2 separate regions of the Mus musculus genome follow, and region 1 is linked to region 2. The links are chromatin contacts, called in public Hi-C maps. All regions are on one chromosome and are shown on one strand. The core of a region is the stretch at or near the end of the contact, and the rest is flanking DNA. Distances in the headings are between cores, read along the strand shown.

Region 1 (3,416 bases), core at 157-2,656, 380 kb before region 2:
CCTTTGTTTCTCGGCTGCTTAAAAACAGTCTGTTCTGTTTCTCCAGACTGCCTCCATCATAACCTTCTACACAGCCACAGGCCCAGAAACAACACATGCAACTGTCCATGCCCCAAATTATCCAAAGCCGTGGGCAAAACTCATAAGGCTGCAAGTGTGTTTATCCCAGGTATTTATTACCACGATCAACGAAACTCATGTTTCACGGCTGTGAGGATTCTTAGAGCTCTGGTGATTTATTTCTACATGACAGAACATGGTAGAAATATGAGCCTTAAAAAGCACCTCCATTTTAAACCTGTGTCCTCACAGAATAGCCATGTACCTGCTTAATATCCAATACATTGAAAACATTGCAAAAGCTGTGGGCACAGTACTCCTGTGTACTAAGGAGGTACCACATGCATGGCATAATGATACAGCTCTGACCTCTCCTGCTTTATTCTTTTTGATGGCATGATGGCATGAATGCCACACCATCCAGAGCTCCACAGGTGCCATGTTATTCTTGCCTCTTGGCTGTGGTTCCTTCATCCTCTACTCAATACACGCTTTCAATTACCATGTGCTTGTTGTAATTCTTCAGATACTCCATGCCATCTGTAACTGAAGTTCCGGCCTTCTGAGCTACAGAAGGTGAGGTTATTTGGAAAAGGGGGGTCATTGCAAACGTGATTAGCTACAATGAAGTCAGACTGGAGCAGGCTGAATGTTTGACCTTGCGTGAGCCGTGTTCTTATGAAAAGCAGAAATCTGGACACACATACAAGCAGAGCATCTCATGAAAACCAAGGCAGAGAGCAGGGACATGTGTCTGCAAACTAAGGGCAGACCCGGCTGCCTGCAGTCTAACTGGGAAGAGCAGCTTCTTTCCCACAGCCTTGGAAGGAGCCAACCTTATTGATGCCTAGACCTTGAACTTGTAACCTCCAGAAGGTGAGGGGCCATGTCTCAAGTTGAATTCAAACCACACTATAAAAACAAATAAACCTTTGTGTTAAAGTGCATTTCCTAGCAGCAGAGCAATTGTGCAAATGGAACCAGCAACTGTTCCTTTGAATTACTGAGGATCCCTGCCACAGCTCCTTGTGCAACAGATGCATGGCTCGTGTTCCCGTGCTGAGACCCCAGCATGCGTCTCTTCCATGCAACAGAACAGTCTCTCGAACCACAACAAGCCTCAAGGTTTTGAAAGGAATTAGAGGCATCTTTTCTGGAGGGAAAGAGGGCCTGCTGCCTGAAGTGTGACAGTGGCTTGCAGGCTGTGACTGCCATCCTGATCTTTGGGGAAATGGACAGATTATCATGCTGGCAAGCCCCATCCCTGCACCCCTTGTTGGGACATATGGACAACCCCAGGAGCTTCACACAGCAGCTGTTGTATTGGCTTTCCAAGTGCAGGAACCTGAGCGATGACTGCAGTGACATTTTCCTGGCTGGCTCTGACCTCCAAATCTCACTGATTAGTCTAGCACACACTGTGAACAACAACCAGTTAGGACTCAGAGCCAGGGCTCAAAAAATTACTTTAAAATGGCAAGAGATGTTTAAGACATAATCTCTATGACCTGGCCATTGATCACTTCCCAATATGTTATCGTGTGTGTGTGTGTGTGTGTGTGTGTGTGTATATACACTGTATATATATGTGTGTATGTGTGTGCGTACATATGTGTGTGTATGTAAACACACTGTATGTATGTATAAGTGCACATGTGTGTGTATACATACTGTATGTATGTGTGTTATATACTGTATTATGTGTGTATGTATATGTGGGTGGGGGGGTGAGGGATGGGGGGGGGTGTATATTTTTTCCTGGCTGGCTTGTCTTTTGAGGTAGTCACCCTTAATCATGAAAACATATTTGTAGGAAATTCATGGTCCTGGTTTAAGACAGCAACCAATATGAATTGAGGGAATTCAGAAGGCACTCAGTTCACCTTTTTGTCCAGTTTTCCACCACTTTAACAGCTTTCTCTGGTTTAAACAAAAGCAATCTTTTTTTTTTCACCCAGAAAGTATTGTTTGGGTTTGTGTATTTAAAGGAGTAATTAAAGGATACCCATGTGCAATGGTGATAATTTATGCTCTATTATTTTAAGTTTACTAAAGACCCTATTGCTTGGAGAACATTATTCACCAACTGATGTGTTTAGATACACATCTGTCAATGAATTTTTTAAAATTCTATTTCCCCTACTTTCCATACTTGGGTTTTCCTCTCTCTGTAGTATTTCTCATGGCACACGCTCTGTTTTCTTAATCCCCAGATCACAGCTGTCCCCTTTCCAATGACAGCTGAAAATTCTACAAAGTCCATAGGGTTTTAGAAAGAGTGGGCCAGATTGCAGTCTGATATTCCTCAACAAAAGTGCAGCGTATCATTCCTGAAGCTATGTAGCCCCAACTCAGGACTCATGCATTCCAACAGCAATCACTTCTACTTCGTGTGTGTGTGTGTGTGTGTGTGTGTGTGTGTGAGAGAGAGAGAGAGAGAGAGAGAGAGAGAGAGAGAGAGACAGAGACAGAGAGAGAGAGACAGAGAGACAGAGAGACAGAGAGAGACAGAGAGAATGTGTATGTGTGTTTCTGAATGCAGGTGTATGTGCACATGCACATTTGTGAACATGGAGGCCAGAGGTCTAGTTTTCTTACTATTTTTCAGGCACTGTTCAGCATGCTTTTGAAGACAGAACCTAGCCAACTAGGCTAGGCTGGTGAGAAGTGAGCCCCCGGGCTGCACCTGTCTGCTGCCCCAGGGCTGGACTAAGTGTAATCCTAGCAGTACATTCAGATTTTGCAAGGAGGTTCTGGGGACTGAATTCAGGTCGTCAGGCTTGCCTGGTAAGCAGTCACAGATGGAGCCATCAGTCAGTTCTGAAACCTGACCAGTATAATCCAGAGATGGAAACAATACAGTTTGCATTGATGAAGATCTTGGAAATGAACCAAAAGCAAGCGCATGGCTTTGTCCAGCTTTCAACATAAAACATTTCTAACTGTAAAACATGTTGTTACAGTCAACGAGAATTTGACCACATAAAATGGACACGCGCACACACACACACTCATATTCATATACCACTTTTTAAATCTCCCAATTCTTGCCCTGCGTTTCCTATCCTCAAGGTGATTCTCTACAGATTTTATTAGCGTGACTTTCCTCCAGGGTCTAGATGTCCCAAGAGTCTCCGCTGCTTTCCTTTGCTATGCCCATAGCTTTTCCTGGTCCTCTGCTCTCCTCCATCACACTTTTTAACCAGTGGCCATCTTACACACCCTGCAAGACGCGCACATCCCCATCCTCTCTGCGGCATGTGCCCAGTACCTGCTGCATGCCTTGCATGGTTTGCTGCAGGAACTGTAGCTGTTGGTCCTTGGTGAGGTTTTCTTCTGTCCGGAAGAGCTGTTCC
Region 2 (3,049 bases), core at 173-2,672:
TATTGAACATTATGCCAAATAAAAGTGAAGTCCCAGACTTGACACACTGCCTAGATGACCAAATGTCATGTAAGCTATTCATCTTCCTCCATTTTCTCACATTTCCCATGACCCTTTGCAGGAACAACCCCCTTGATCACAGTATTTCCTGTATACCAAATGCTGTTTTAAAATTAATGGCCAAACATCAAGTTGATTCGCACTGACAGTTTTCCCTGCACTAATGTCAAACGAGTCTGTTCATGCTCTAGAGATCTGCTGTCACTCACAGCAGGTGTCCAGGGAGTGACAATGACAGTGGGGTAAACACCTCACTCTTTTAGGGTTCATTCTTTATATCTGAGAGCACTCAAGATGTTCTTTTGTTCGCCTGAGTTCTACATTCAAACAACGGGCAGAAAGAAGATCCTTCTCTGATTTATGGCTGTCAATATCACCTTAGATCTGAAGTTGGAATAAAAGTAGGCTCTCCTTGAGTTAAACAAACAAACAAACGAACAGAAAGTCACTAGTTTTGTTCAAACTGAATGCTACTAGATTCCCTGTTCTACATTCTCCCATATCAACTCCTTCCATGGTCAGCAGCTTTTCCTCCTGGAAGCAGAAGACCTAGGAAGGAACAAGTTCACACCACTGTCATCTTCAAAGAATTACTTAAGACCATTTCCCCGGGTGCTTCTCAGCCGTGGCCTCATGGCAGACATGATTTTCTCAAGAGCTCCACAAACCCCCCTCGGCCAGGGAAGTCTGCCTTCTCCATAAAGCCTCACATAAGAAAAAAAAAATCTCAAACACAGTCACAAAGTGTGGACAGTGTAAACAGTCCTCAAACTGTGTAGTTGCTGTTTCCTATTTGTAGAGTTTTGCCTAATCCTTGGCTAGGCCCCTTAGTCTCTTGAGGCTGTGTTTCTTCATCTACTAAGTAAGGCAACTGGGCTCAATTATCCCTAAAAGTGTGTGTGTGTGTGTGTGTATGTGTGTGTGTGTGTGTGTGTGTGTTCCAGATGGTGGTACTGCCAGGAATATGACTGTCAGATAGCTATGGTATGAGAAAGTATAATGAATAAACAATATATTTTATGCACTAAATGGGATGTTTATCCCATCAGGAAGATACTGATTTTGTACCATGGCAAGAAAGATAAAAAGAATTAACTTTCTTATGTCTCTCTCTCTCTCTCTCTCTCTCTCTCTCTTTCTCTCTCTCTCTCTCTCTCTCTCTCTCACACACACACACACACCTCCAATAAGGTAGATAGATATATTGAGCTAGGAACATAAACATTGATCTTTCTTTCTTGTGTCATATGCTCTTAATAATTGAAAAAGCCTCCTGTATCCCAAAATAAGTCAGTAGTACTCAGGCAAACAGAACCTTGCAGGCTCCTTTGTTCTAATAACTGAGTACAGTGCTCGGTGACCTTCTGTGCCATCTGTTCTGCCAATCCCCACTTGGCTCGCATATTAGCTCATCTGTACTTCTGTGCAAGTGGTAAGGAAGCCTTTGCTTCAGAACTCAATGGGAGCTGCTTAACTCCAACCTTGATTTGCTAAACTAGAAACTGCCAGATGGAATTTATTCATCAAGATCACACAGCAAGGAAGTGGGCACCTTCTGACCATAAATGTGTCCCTGCTCAGCATGCATACCTGAGTGTGCTATGGGTACAGGTTCTGTCCCCCAAGAGACCTGAGACCTGGAAAACATGGTCAGAAAGCCATGCTCTGCTCCGGCGTCTGGATTGAGTATATTTCTTTAATTCAATTCTACACAAAGTATGCTTTCCTTGAGTGCTACACCAATTCTAAAGGGTATACAAAAGGGAGTAAAATACATCATATCTGCCTTAGAGGAAATGCAATAAGACCCAGTGTCTAAGAGCCATTGGCATCTGAGAATGGTTACCTAGGACTGAATCTTAGCTTTCCTTTGCTTATGTGTAAAGCCTGGGCAAATTACTCACCCTTCCTGAATCAGAAATATGGTTACAAGTAAAGTAAATTTCTTACAGTATTGTCATGAGGGTTAACTGACTCGTAGCATTAAGTACAGCTGAGCATATTAGGGAGAAGTCCTCGTGAGTATCATCATCATGATTATCATCATCACTAACATACAACCCAAAAGCTCAAATAAATCATTTTCATAGTTAGTAAATCTGAAACAATAGCAAAAGCAAATCCTAGGAAATAGAATTTTAAAAACCCCCAAAAGTATATCCCAGGTTTCATCAATAACTCTTGCATCGTCCTGAAAAGTCCCAACTACACCATAGAGACAGGGAAGGGCAGTAAGGTGGAAGTGGGGGAGAATTGTACACAAACACTGGAGACAAAGAGAGTCAGGGGCACATCAGGGAAACTGGGAAGCATCTCACCACCCTGAGATAGGCCGGGGAGACCTGCAAGGGAGAGGAGTCAACACCTTCTCTCCTCAGGTTACCATCTCACTCCTTTCCTGTCTCTGTGTTTATCGTCCTGCTGTTGACATGTTCAGTTTCAATAGAATGTTAGATGTAGAAAGACCTCAGAACTCACCAAATCTAATTCTCCTACTTTATCCATGAAAAAATAGTAAAACAGCAACACACACACCTGCCCTCGTCACATAGATATACCATGGTACAAACAACACTGAAGCTGGACCCGTCGTCCATCCTGCGCAGTCTCCCGCAGGACAAGGGGAATGCATCAGTCTGCCTGGCCCTTCTCCCATTTGGCAGATACGTAAATTTTTCTCTTGGGAAGAAAAATGTTGGGAAATAGTTTAAAATGAATTAGCAAGAATCTTGCTGTTTTAAATTCAATAAAATATGTTTTATTATTAACTTCATTGCTGGCTAAGCCTGAAATTAAGTTTTTCTATGCTTGGACAAGTCCTGCCCACCCAATAATAGGACACCAGATTGCAATTATAAGCAGACCTTCTATTTGGATTATAATGTGCATGCATGTGCACACACACACACACACACACACACACACACACACAATCAGCAGACCTTTAATAAAAAAAGATAGCTTTGGAACTCATTGCCACTCTTTCAGC

The links. A called contact is a pair of places that touch in the nucleus more often than the background predicts.
Region 1: a Hi-C map of cerebellum shows a contact between it and region 2, with 2.5 times the contacts expected there. The contact joins two enhancer-like sites. A contact is called at or near these places in 1 of 484 Hi-C or Micro-C datasets (cerebellum) and 2 of 115 datasets of contacts at active chromatin or transcription factors (both in embryonic stem cells).

The regions. Positions count from the first base shown.
Region 1 is chr14:77,637,716-77,641,131 of GRCm38.p6, reverse strand. Enox1 (ecto-NOX disulfide-thiol exchanger 1) reads right to left here. Exons shown (of 19, transcript NM_172813.3): 14 at 3,332-3,416. Among named protein-coding and RNA genes, the nearest start is that of Gm52115, 43 kb to the right of the region's middle. Within about 2 kb of position 1,406, at least 5 of the 459 cell types and tissues checked have an H3K27ac peak or open chromatin away from gene starts, as enhancers often do. A contact at or near this core is called in cerebellum, where this site is marked.
Region 2 is chr14:77,255,539-77,258,587 of GRCm38.p6, reverse strand. The region is part of intron 1 of Enox1 (ecto-NOX disulfide-thiol exchanger 1); the gene reads right to left. Among named protein-coding and RNA genes, the nearest start is that of Enox1, 100 kb to the right of the region's middle. Within about 2 kb of position 1,422, at least 16 of the 459 cell types and tissues checked have an H3K27ac peak or open chromatin away from gene starts, as enhancers often do. A contact at or near this core is called in cerebellum, where this site is marked.